2 separate regions of the Hordeum vulgare genome follow, and region 2 is linked to region 1. Evidence: chromatin contacts called from public Hi-C data. All regions are on one chromosome and are shown on one strand. Each heading gives the region's core, a stretch centred on a gene start, on an enhancer-like site or on the middle of the called end of the contact. The rest is flanking DNA. Distances are from core to core; before and after follow the strand shown. Region 1 holds the start of LOC123437999 (carotene epsilon-monooxygenase, chloroplastic). Region 2 holds the start of LOC123438165.

Region 1 (6,895 bases), core at 1,496-3,995:
CGGGAGATATGCAGACATGACCGAGACACCTCTCCGGTAAATAACCAACAACGGGGTCTGGATATCCATGTTGGTTCCCACATGTTCCACGATGATCTCATCGGGTGAACCACAATGTCGAGGATTCAAGCAATCCCGTATGCAATTCCCTTTATCTACCGGTATGATACTTGCCCGGGATTCGATCGTCGGTATTCCTATACCTTGTTCAGTCTCGTTACCGGCAAGTCCCTTTACTCGTTCCGTAACACATCATCTCGTGGCTAACTCCTTAGTCACACTGAGCTCAATGTGATGATGGATTACCGAGTGGGCCCAGAGATACCTCTCCGTCACACGGAGTGACAAATCCCAGTCTCGATTCGTATAACCCAACAGATACTTTCGGAGATATCTGTAGTGCACCTTTATAACGACCTAGTTACGTTGTGATGTTTGATACACCCAAAGCACTCCTACGGTATCCGAGAGTTGCACAATCTCATGGTCTAAGGAAATGATACTTGACATTAGAAAAGCTTTAGCAGACGAACAACATGATCTAGTGCTATGCTTAGGATTGAGTCTTGTCCATCACTTCATTCCCCAATGATGTGGTCCCGTTATCAATGACATCCAATGTCCATGATCAAGAAACCATGATCATCTATTGATCAACGAGCTAGCCAACTGGAGGCTCACTAGGGACACATTGTGATCTATATATTCACATATGTATTACGGTTTCCGGTTAATGCAATTATCATGAATAATAGACAATTACCATGAACTAGGAAATATAATAATAACCACTTTACTATTGTCTCTAGGGAATATTTCCAACATGTGCTTCTCGCGGTGCCTCTTGCGGAAGCAAATCCGTACCTCTCATAGAAACAAAACAATGTCTCTCGAGAAAGGAAAAAAACACAAAGCACATTTTTTGGGCATCGATAACCACCACACGTGTGCTGGGAATAACACCTGGCCACACGCCCTATGGTCACACATTGGGTCATGTCACTACATACATGCACAAGTAATGAAACTGATGATGTGAGCAGAATTTTTTGTCTTTTTAGTTTTAAGAATGTTTTATCTTTTAAATAAAAAATCCGATTGAGAAATCGTTTTCACCATTAAATCTGCCGCGACGGGATCTTCGAAACTAGATCTTATATTTATATGTTACGATGACCTTTCTTGGTTAAAAATTATCATGTCTATTACACATAAATTGCCATCATGATTACACCCAAATTGTCACGATATATTTCAACTATTTTTCTTCCACGTTTAAGGTAATTTTTGACATGTTATAAAAAAGGGAATTAAGAAACTACATTTTTCATGATCCATGAAATAATTTTGACATGATTCACAAGTAAAAAAGAATTATGCCATTAATTACTTTAAAAATGCATGTCTAATGGCTCAAATTTGACATGAACCATAAACTAAAATTTTCATGATGAATTACTTAAATTTATCATGATACGTGCCTTAAAATGTGTTATGGTTCTTACAAAAAATATTTTCTATGTTTAAAATACTAGAATTGCCATGGTCAAAATACTAAAATTAGCATGATACATGAATGTAATTTGCCATGATGAATTACTAAAAGTTGCCATGATCCATTAACTAAATTTGTCGTGGTTAATTACTAAAATATTCCATGGCCAATTAATAAAAAATTATGTGAAAAGTACTTGAAATACAATGATAGCTTCAAATCTAGAAAAAACTGTTCCTCGCACCAATGAAAAAGGAAAACATGTTTTTTCATGCATTTTTTGTTTTGATTTTTTCCGACCAAAAGGTAAGAAAGACAGTTGAAAAAACAAAACACAAAAAAATGAAAAATCATTTAAAGGGCTAAAAATATGTGCGAAAAAAAATCTAGAGGAAACGTCCTAAACGTGAAATCGTGACGACGACTAAGAACGCGCACGTGACGACGACTGAGAACGCGCCAAGTGGTTGTGCGTGAAAGAAACCTTGAAAGGCTCCCGAAGAAATGCTAGATAGTTGCTCCCTAATTAGAGCATATCTAGCAGAACCAGTATAATGCCCCGACCCGTAAAATAACCGTCTAAATATGTGTCCGCACGAAAAAGTAGCAACGATCAGAACCCGCAAACGCGTTGGACCCATAAATATTTTTGGGAGGCGTGGTAAAAAGCTTCTCTCGATCTGAAAAACACAGTTTTCGCTTCGATTCTACGGTGCCATGTATCGAAAAAGTAGTTTTTGCATCTGATGATGCATTTTATCGAGGTTTCATTTTTTGTGCTGCATAATTTTTCTCATCACCATATGCATATGCATCACCCATTGGAGCAGCGTTATTATCCAAGGTAGTCTAAACCGCGGTTTTTAAAGCACTGTGGCATCATTTCTGGCACGTAAAAATCACTCATAAAATGCATCATCAAACCAACATAACATTTATTTGAAAGAAAAACTAACATAATACTCTAGCTTTACAGAAAACTACGCTAAGAATTAAGAATAGGATGTACTTCCTCCGTAAACTAATTATAAGAGTGCTTAAATAAATAAAATAATAATTTAAATGTTTTTATATTAGTTTACCGAGGAGTACTTATTTTTGAGAGGCTATAATATTTGAAGATGTGGAGCATGCTGCGTGGAATTTGACGGGCCGTTGGAGATGCTCTCACGGTCTCACTCTCACGCAGCGCTCTCCCTCAAAATAACAATAATAATAAAACCTCATCCTCTTCCTCTTCTCCCTTCTCTCTGTCACACACCCCCACTACTGCTCTCACCCAAACCCGACCCAAATTGACATAACTCCGCGGCGGCCGGCGCGATGCCCGCCGCGGCATTCGCCTCCGCGCTCGCGTCTCCTCCTCCTCCATGGGCCCCACGACCGTCCCCTCGGCACGCTAGCCTCCGCCTGCCCCCGCCAAGGAGCAGCGGCGGCGGAGGGGACAAGCCCACCACGTCGTGGGTCAGCCCCGACTGGCTCACGTCGCTGTCCCGCTCGGTGCTCGGCCGGGGAAACGACGACTCGGGGATCCCCGTCGCCTCCGCCAAGCTCGACGACGTGCAGGACCTCCTCGGGGGCGCGCTCTTCCTCCCGCTCTTCAAGTGGTTCCGCGAGGAAGGGCCCGTCTACCGCCTCGCCGCGGGGCCGCGCGACTTCGTCATCGTCAGCGACCCCGCCGTGGCCAAGCACGTCCTCCGCGGGTACGGCACGCGGTACGAGAAGGGGCTCGTCGCCGAGGTCTCCGAGTTCCTCTTTGGCTCTGGGTTCGCCATCGCCGAGGGAGCGCTCTGGACGGTGTGCTCTCTCTCTCTATCTCTCAAATGTTATTAGCGTCTCCTCTCCCACATCCCAAACTATCAGTTATCATTTTTTTTTTTGGTAGTGATACATGGCAACTGCCTACTATGCTTGTAAGCAGATGGCAACTCTCTCTCTTACCCGAATATGTTATTTTTGCCATGTCTTTTTTGTAGTGTTTTTGTGGCAATTGCCTAGTGTGCTTAGAAGCATATGGCAACTCCATGATATTATTTTTGCCTTGTCTTTCAAGTGTTATATGGCAACTGTCTAGTGTTAGTAGGTGACAACTCTTAAAGTTTTTCAAATCATGGCAACTGTAGTAGACCAGGCCATACATGGCAACAGCTACAGTTGTCCATAAATGACAACTGCACTTGACCTGAGATGGCAACTGCAGTTTGTTCAGACATGGCGATTGCAGCTGGACAATCATGACAACTGCAGTTCAGCAACCATGGCAACTGTTGACAGTCACGCGGGCGTGCGGGACCGTGGGGTAGGAGACCGGGCTTGTGGGCGTTACCTATTTTGCCCACTCGTAGGCGTCTAGGCGGGACCGCGAGACAGGAGGCTGGACGTGTGGGCATTATCTGTTTGGCCCACACGTAGGCGTGTGGGCTGGTTTTCTTAGATACCACACGAGACGTGTGGCAAGACCCCTTAATGCCCACACATGTGGGCGTTATCGCGACCCTATTTCATAAGGGAAATGATTCAAATCACCCGACTGATAACCACGTCTGCGTCTGCCGGCTTCGTGACCTTCAGATCAATTTTAATCAGATGGCTCGGAAGCAATGTATTAACTAGACTAATTTTCGCAACTGAGCCGTTGTTGCAATCCCCCCACCGCAACAAGTAATGTGTTGCGGGATCTGGATCTGGATCCTCTCGTGCTCTCCCGAGCTCCCCGTTAAGCTGACACCTCCATGTGCTGCTCCGACCGCCGCCACTGCTGCTCGCCGCCGGCAGCACACGGACGAGGCTGCCGACAAGCACGCCGGTGAGGTCGCCACTCCCCGTCTCCGTGTGTCCACTTGCGGCCAGTGGCCGTGGCCGCTCGAGCGCGCATGCCGGATCTCCGCTCCAGCCGTCGTTGCCGATCCATGCCGCTCCTGCCCCATGTTGCATCACCTCCACCACCACCATCAATCCATCATTGCATACGCAACTCCCCTTCTCCCTTCCCCAACAAGACCGAGCTTCTGCTCGAGGCCATGACCGCAAGGAATGCAACACATTGGCTTTCTGTAACAAGACATCTGTTGCAATAAAAAACTGCAACAAGAGATCTATTTAAAAAAAATCTCAAAAATATTCTGCAACAAGACCTAGGTTGCAAAAAAATCTGCAAGAAAACATTTGTTACAAATATTTCTGCAACAAGACATGTGTTGCAAAAAGGTTCTCGCAACACGTCTTCTGTTGCAAAAAGGCAATAACGCCTGACCCGGAGATAGGGTCAGATCAGACAGCTCGTAGACCGGCGGATCTTTTAAAAAGATGCGCCGGCCGACGCGTAGCACAGCCCATTTTATAATGGATCAAATGGTTTTGGCTTGGTATTGTAGTTGTAACAGTTTTTTCTAGTATAAACTTGGCCAACCTTACACAAGTTTGACTTAAGACAACAGTTATACACCTTACTTGCTGATATACTATCTGGTACATGGTGTCGGTGTAGCTCCTTCCAATATGACTTAACAAACTATAGGTGCTGGACTGGACATCATGGTCAAAATACAAAGATGACAATCTATACTTCGATTAAAGTTTACTTAGTGTGTGTAGAATAAGACTCAGAACTAGAGTAGATCTCTTGATAACCAGACCACGACCCTCAGTTTCGCTTCCTTGTATTTGTGAAATACACCCTATTACTTTATTAGACTTCTTCGGAAATTGGAACTCGGGGGACACTCACCAATTCCTATTTTCTAGTAAGGAGTGATGCTTGTGCAATTCGAAAGCTTCCTGCCTCTAATTCACATGAATTTGATTTTGAGTTTTCATGCCCTTTTGTTCATCTATTAATCCTCTCTTTAACTTACTATTAATCTGCTATTTTAGGTGAGACGTAGAGCAGTTGTACCATCTCTACACAAAAGATTTCTCTCAGTAATGGTTGATAAAGTGTTTTGTAAATGTGCTGAGAGATTGGTGGAAAAGCTCGAGACATATGCTTTGAGCGGTGAACCTGTTAATATGGAAGCGAGATTTTCTCAAATGACACTAGATGTGATTGGTTTGTCTTTGTTCAACTACAACTTTGATTCCCTCACATCAGATAGTCCTGTTATTGATGCTGTTTACACCGCACTGAAAGAAGCAGAGGCTCGTTCTACAGATCTTTTACCATACTGGCAGGTAGGTTCTTTCGTCATGTTACATTTCTAATTTTGGACCTCTGGTTGACGTTGGTCTTGCTAACTTGCAGAAGGGAAAAATTGCACGACTGATGTCTGATGTGATCCTTGTTTATTTTTTACAGATTGATTTGCTGTGCAAGATTGTTCCTAGACAGATCAAAGCAGAAAAGGCAGTTAACACAATAAGGAATACTGTTGAAGAGCTAATTATAAAATGCAAGGCAATCGTAGATGCTGAAAATGAACAGATTGAGGGTGAAGAATATGTAAATGAGGCAGATCCTAGCATCCTGCGTTTTTTACTTGCTAGCCGTGAAGAGGTAGTTTAGTTTATCCCAAGCTAAAACAATGTCTGATGTCAATTTCCTATTGTTCTTATTGATGTTTGTACTGTCTAGGAATCCACCTTTCCTCGTTTCATATATTCTTGGAAATTAGTCTTATTGTTCTTATTATCTCAGGGTTTTTCATCTTCCCTTATGATGGCTTATTTTTATTATCCATTTAGTTTTGCATTATTTGATAATTGTTAATCCACCATGCATTTGAGTGCTCAGCTGATCAATGATGCTAATGTCAATTCAACTGAATGTTTGGATGGAGAAAGCATTTTTGATTCTGCAGCAATTATTGACATCCTATTACTATTGCAGCGTAAAAAATACACATACAAATGATTATATTTAGCATAGACCATATTATTATTTGCCTTTGAATACTAATTTTACCGCAAGGACCCCCCCCCCCCCCCCCCCACCTAGTGTTTCCTGTAACAACAGCAATTTAGCCTGTAGGTATAAAATACCGTTGTCTTGACAGTACAGAGGACCTGTTTGGCGCAGTGACATAAAATTAGCTGTACTCGTTAGCACTTTTACGCATACAAATAATACTCCCTCCGTCCCAAAATAACTGTCTCAACTTTGTACTAGCTCTAGTACAAAATTATACTAAGCTTAAGACACTTATTTTGGGACGGAGGGAGTAATATTTAGCATAGTCCATATTTTTTGTTGCCTTTGAATAATAATTTTACTGTAAGGGCTCTCTGATTGTTTTCTGGTAAAAAAATAATAATTTAGCATCTAGGTATAAAATACCGTGGTGTTTATGTAATAGAGTATTTTCGAGTATTGACAGCACATAGGACCTGTTCTGTGCAGCGACGTAACATTAGCCTATTTCGAACACTGTATATTCTTTTGGTGCTAACCCAGTTGTGCCGTTT
Region 2 (6,144 bases), core at 1,556-4,055, 770 kb after region 1:
CAGGTTCGTCAGAAGGAAATGCCCTGCCATTGGAGTCAACAAGCTGCTCCACTGTGAGCATCAACCACATAACCCACAGACTGCTCGAACTGACACAAACGTCTAAGAACTAACCCTGAACTTTGAAACCGTCTAAATACAACCCTGAAATGCCAAAACCGGTTAAATTTCAACCCTGCCCTCGCCTCAAACCTGCTAAATACGAATTCCGGTCGAATGTTTTTGTCTGTTTGGCAAAAGGTTTAGAACTCTCCTAGATTGATCACCATGGTAGCGTTGATTTTACAGGTTTTCTTATTTATTTTCTGGACACTTACAATTTTCTTATCAAATTTTGACCAAACAATGGGCTGAATATGTATTTTGCTTGTATTTTCTAATTGGAAGGTTCCATATTACAACGCTGGAATGTCTCTAAAATTCTTAGACATTTGTAGACAGTTCAGGGTTGAAATATAAAAAACTTCTCCGAGGGAACAAATGCACACGAGTATCGAGTGGACAGCTCGAGCTGATTGTGAGTACCGATGTGGTTCGTCGCAAAGTGCAGCTCCAGGCCGTCGCAGGAACGGGTGCAGTCCCTCGCCATGACTCCAGCGTTGTTGCTGTCGAGAAGATGCAAGAAATTGAAATTAAGCTCCCGGTACGTGCAACCATTGGCGAGTTCTCTGTTCTAGAGCATTCTTGATGCAAATGGCAGAGGCGGATTGGATGGGATGTTGTTGTGGAGGATGTGTTCTTGGTTCTTACATTAGGATGTTGAGGGGCAGGTTCAGGGAGGCGAACTCTGCGGCGAATCTCCTCACGGAGGCCATGGAGCTAAGGTCCAGCTGCAGCACGTCCAGCTCCGCGCCGCCGCGGATCTCGGCCTGGATGGCCTCCTTGGCCCTGACCCCCGCGGAGACGTCGCGGACGGCCATGACGACGCGCACGCCCCGCAGCGCCAGCACGCGCGCCGTCTCCCGCCCGATGCCTCTCGACGCACCTGCGCCGAGAGCGACCTCGCCGGTGTCAGCTCACGAGGCTGCCATGGCTGCAGCCGCTTCCAAGATTCGACGAGGACAGCATGCTGACAGCTCACCGTGTAAGCGGAAAGTGGAAGGAGGTACCTGTGATGACGGCGACTAGGCCGCGGCCGTCGATGCCGGCGGTCACCTCCTCGGCCGTGGAGGCGCCGGCGAAGCCCGAGGGGCCCTTGCGGTAGAACCACCACATCAGTCGGTCAGCAGTCAGCACTCAGCAGGCAGCAGCAGCTCAACAGGTTCGGGATGGGCTAAAATGATTCGATTCCGACGTTGTAATGTTGTATGGACATGAAGACGAAATGCATGTGAGTTCAGTCAGCAGTGTCGAATTCTTTTTTTTTCTGGCAGAGGTACCCAACACAATGATGGGTTCGGAACTCTCTACTCGAATTTGGAAGTTTTCAGATGAACATTCAAATTCAAGATTTGCATGCAGTACAGGCTACAGGGTACCAGTTTCATTCGCTGACATCTAGTGAGAAATTTTACATTACATGGCCAAAATATTCGGGCAAGGGAGAAAAGCAACAAACTACTGGAGTAAAACAAGCAACGCGGCGTACGCAGCCATCACAGGAACGCGCTGTGAGACGGCATGTCATCTATCTACGAATCCTTCTTATCTTCACTGCCGTCGCCGTCGTGGTGGGTGCGCGCCGTGCGGTCGACGCCGTCGTCGCAGTAGTACCTCTGGAGCGCCCTGGGCAGGTAGAAGGGCAGCAGGAAGGCGAAGAGGTTGGCGCCCCAGAAGGCCATGTTGGCCAACGCGAGCACCCTCCCGGCCACCACGCGCCGCTGCGCCACGCCGGGGCCGCCGCGCTTCTCCTCCATCTCCTGCCGGAGCCACTCCCCGGCGGCGAACATCCTGCGCACGCTGTACATGACCGGGACAGCGGCCCTGACGGGGAGCGAGAACCGCCACGGGAAGGCGGCGGCGAGGCCCTCGGTGAAGACCTGCGCGGAGAGCAGGAACGCGTGCGGGGCGGCGGCGGCGATGCCCGTGGTGTCCCCCGACCGGAGGCCGTCGAGGATGTAGAGCGCCGGGAGCGCGGCGCCGACGAGGAAGCCGCCGACGGTGTGCGCGGCGAGGAGGAGGCGCGCGGGGCCGAGGAAGACGGGCGCGGACGGGTCGGGCTTCCCGGGGCGCTGCGGGAAGGCGAGGGACGCGAGGAGGAGGAGGTAGGGGAGGAGCAGGACGGCGAAGGCGACCTCCGAGAGCGGCACGGTGGTGGAGAAGGCCAGCACGGCGGCCGCGCCCAGCGTGTTGAGCTGCTTGATGGAGAAGAGGTAGTAGTGGTGGTGCGGGCGCGCCGTCGGCGAGGTGGGCGTAGGGTGCAGCGGCGGCGGCGGCTGCCCCATCGACGGCAGCGCGATGCCGCCCCCCGCCGTCGGGCCCACGCCGCCGGACATCGATCGGCGGTGACCGGAGAGCTGTCGCGGCGTTGGCCTGTCGGTCGGTCTGTTGCGGTACGAGGTGGCGGGCGGCAGCGTTGGCGGGTGAGAGAGTGAGGTGTCCCCGGTGCAGTGCGCGGGGGGAAAGGTTAAGGCGACGGGTGGATGGGGTGCGTGGCGCGCTCTGGTGCTCGGCTCGCCATGGCGCGCCGCGTGTGGAGGCTCTTCGGATTATCTTACTGGCCTCGGAGCCTGCGAGGAACAGCGCGGCTCGGGTCGGGCTACGTGTTCCCGGCGTGTCCTTCACGGACTTGCGCTCTCCACCGAAAAGTGCGTGCTCGGCGCAAGGAACTTTCTCGAAACAGGGTGATTCGAGGTTTAGAACCAAGTAGGCACTCCACTTGTACCGGAGCAGATGATAAACGATCCCGAAAGCAGAAAGAAGAGTAGATTACCCCACTGATGCATGCAGTATGCTGCTTGAGCTGGGATAAGAAGACTCTGACGCTTCTTTTTTTCTTTCCTTGCATGCAGTCTCAACTCCCAGCTCCTACCACTAGAGGGAAATGTTAGAAAGAAACTATGTTTACAACAACAAATACACTTCGCCAGAGCACCTCATGGGCTCATAGCAAAGAGGTCTACACGACACAAATTACGCTACAACTCCGTTAAACTGATTCTGCTACGTCCGTCTCAGCTACAAGACCGAGGCTACACGTACACAAGCTGCAGCAAGGCCTTCCAGTACCGGGAGCACGACGGGTTCTGGTGTATCGCCCTCAGAAGCCACGCCCCGGGACTCTGCATCGTCTCCACCAACTGCTGCTGCTTCTTCTGCTGAGGACCTGCCACCGCTGCAGTCGACTGGCTCGCCAGAAGATGCATTTGGAAGTAGAGCTCGGCAGGCCGCAGTTCTGCGCGAATCGAAACCAGGAAACGATCAGATAAAAATGAAATGAACGTTTTATCTGAGCAGTGCTCTTTGAAGCTCTGAGCTTCAGTTTCGGTTAAGACCTGGGGGCCAAGAGAACCACTCGAGGCGAAGGTTCTTCTCCCACTTGGCTTTGGAGCCGAGGCTGCCTTCTGCTTGGGCCAGCAGGAGTGACACGATGGGTACGGCAGCTTGAGACTTCTGCTGCGCCTTTCTGAGGCTCGAAGCTGCGCGGGTTATATACTGAGGAGCCGCATACCTCCGGGCAATCTCCATATGCATAGCTCCTGCCAGGGTGATTTTTGATTCAGTATACGGTGGGAACATAGAAAGAAGCAAACTCATCTAACTAATGTTAGTCTCACTTGCTATCACCCCTTTAGATGTAAAAAACGGCATAAAATTTGCAGGCGGTGAACAGAGGTAAAAAACTGAATGGTTGAACAGGATGTGCAGATTCTACCTCCTGGACTAACTAGCAAAGAAATGTGATACCTAAGCATCTACTCCCTCCGTCCCATAATATAAGAGTGGCTCTTATATTATGGGACAGAGGGAGTACTTGGTTACTGTAGCACATAGATGTGAAGAAGCAGAACCCATCAGCTGGTGTTATGTTATGGACAATGTTAAGCTAGGGCCGCAATGCTACTGTGAATGATCATGATCAGGAAACCAGGTGATAAACAAGTCACCCGCAGTGTTACTGTGAATGCTCACTGCCAGCAAACCAGGTGATAAGCAAGTAACTCACACAAGAAGATTCTTCTTTCTAAGTTTCTTAAGCGGATTGCAGGATACTGTGATCATGATGTCTACTGGAGTTTGGAGGTAACAGAACAATCGAGCACAGAATTCAACTCCATATAAGAAGTAACCAAAAAAGTTTCAGGGAAAACTGACAATTAAATAAGCTAACCAAAAAACAGAGAAAAACAACAAACTGGCTTACCATTCAGGAATAAGACACAGCTATCAGCATCCTTTTCAGCACATGCCTGTGCAAGAGCTTTTTCAGCACTTGCAAAGTCCTCATCCCGCATAAAACACTGAGCACATGCTAGGTTAAAAAGAGATGCCCATTTTGATGGGTTGCTACCGTTCCTTTCAATGCATTCTTTGAGATTTATCTCTATTTCATCAGAGCCACGGTTCACTGAACATAGAGATTCAAGTTGCTTGAGCATTACCCAGCCAACCTCAGTATTCGTGCGGTTCTGCAAGCATTTCATGTATTCCTTCCTGGAGTTCGAAAGATCGCCTTGCACCACATAAGCCCGACACAGTTGCAAGTGTGCAAAGAAAGTATCCACACTAGGAGGAGCAACTCCTAGAGCATCTGTAACTTGAGCAATGCCGTTTCCATGGTCATCAGATTGCAAACTAACCTCTGAAAACAAAAGAAGTAGCAAGTACTTCTCATAAAGGCTGTGTTTATGCTCTTGTGAATTGCTACTGCTGGACATAATTTGTAAAACCAGCCTCTTCAAAGTGGTACAAATATGTTTGGGGTACTTCTCTTCACGTGCTTTTTGGAAAATAGCAAGCACAAGCAAGTAGCGTGCATCTTGGTTCCATGGTTCTTGATGGACCAACCTTCAAATGAAGTTCCATGCTTAGTTTGCCGACCAAAGTCAAAAAAGTATGATGTTGTCAATGCCATAGGTTGGAAAAAAACATACCTTTGCAGGTTGCATATTGCATTGTATTGACTTAGGTACTGGTCTTCACATGTTGGGAATGAGAACTTTGGATAAGAAGTGCAGGTAGAATAGCAAGACATTGTTGCACATGCTTGAATTTGATGCGGAGACCTTAGACCACTATTGGATGTGTGCCCATGGGACAACGAAGTAACCCTTACTGCTTTGTGAGAAGCAGTCCAATCTCCACTCGACAGCAACAGAGCTCCAAGATGGTTTCTGCAGCATGCAACAAAGGCAACATTATGACCAATATAGTCAAGGTTTATTGTTCCAGGGAAGATCATTACCTTACTAAACTGCAGTCAGGATACATGTGTAGAACCTTTTTCAGGTAAGACAAACCACCCTCGACCCCTAAACAGTTGTTTACTTCCCCACCAATCTACAAAAAAAAAAATATATATATATATATATATTATTAGAACTAGCATACACCAAAAAAAGGAAAAAGAGAAAATCCACCAAGTACCCAAAAAAAAAAATTAGGCTACTTACTGCCTTCCCCAGAGCAATATTTGAGTGGACTTCACTCATCACGTCATAGGATGTAAGTCTAGGAGGCATGCTCAAGTGAGGTAACTGAAAACGCTTGCTTGGCTGCAAAGCATCTAATGCAGAGATGATGAATTTCAACTCTCTGTTATAACTGGGTTGACCAGGGAGTGTATGAATGACCAAAGCTGCAGAATCCTTCCCAGTTATGTTGTATGCTAAGGTGCATATGAATCCCAGTGCCCCAGTTGCACTCTCGTGCTTCATATTAGATAAGTTTTCAGCCAAGTTTCGTGATATGGAAAGAGCTTCATCATGCCGTCCAAGTTTCCACAATGCAAGAGCATATATTTGCAATCCATCAACGTTCAGCAGTCCTACAAATTTGAGATGATCTGTTGGTTTGTATGTTGTATATAACATGTGCAAAATAAATTGATGATAATAATATAATATGCTTGCCATGCATGTTTGTTCAATTCGTGAGAAAAAAATGAAATATAAGCCTTCTGTTGCTTGAACTGAAACAAAACAGACCTTGTGTTTTCAACTCTTCGCACTCGCGCACAGCATCAGTTGCAAGACCAGCCTGCGG

What was found. A called contact is a pair of places that touch in the nucleus more often than the background predicts.
Region 2: a Hi-C map of seedling shows a contact between it and region 1, with 4 times the contacts expected there. The contact joins the promoter of LOC123438165 here to the promoter of LOC123437999 in region 1. A contact is called at or near these places in 2 of 6 Hi-C or Micro-C datasets (leaf and seedling).

Annotation. Positions count from the first base shown.
Region 1 is chr1H:370,849,661-370,856,555 of MorexV3_pseudomolecules_assembly, forward strand. It overlaps LOC123437999 (carotene epsilon-monooxygenase, chloroplastic), which reads left to right and starts at 2,746. Exons shown (of 12, transcript XR_006629190.1): 1 at 2,746-3,292; 2 at 5,369-5,665; 3 at 5,790-5,987.
Region 2 is chr1H:371,622,516-371,628,659 of MorexV3_pseudomolecules_assembly, forward strand. It overlaps LOC123438165, which reads right to left and starts at 2,806. Exons shown (of 1, transcript XM_045115758.1): 1 at 1,424-2,806. The coding sequence starts at 2,435. The coding sequence ends at 1,632. It overlaps LOC123438108 (tetratricopeptide repeat protein SKI3), which reads right to left. Exons shown (of 20, transcript XM_045115754.1): 14 at 6,087-6,138; 15 at 5,553-5,926; 16 at 5,345-5,439; 17 at 5,034-5,273; 18 at 4,304-4,947; 19 at 3,435-3,638; 20 at 2,904-3,334. The coding sequence ends at 3,132. It overlaps LOC123438134 (short-chain dehydrogenase TIC 32, chloroplastic-like), which reads right to left and starts at 1,290. Exons shown (of 9, transcript XM_045115757.1): 1 at 1,110-1,290; 2 at 751-985; 3 at 526-605; 4 at 1-23. The coding sequence starts at 1,215.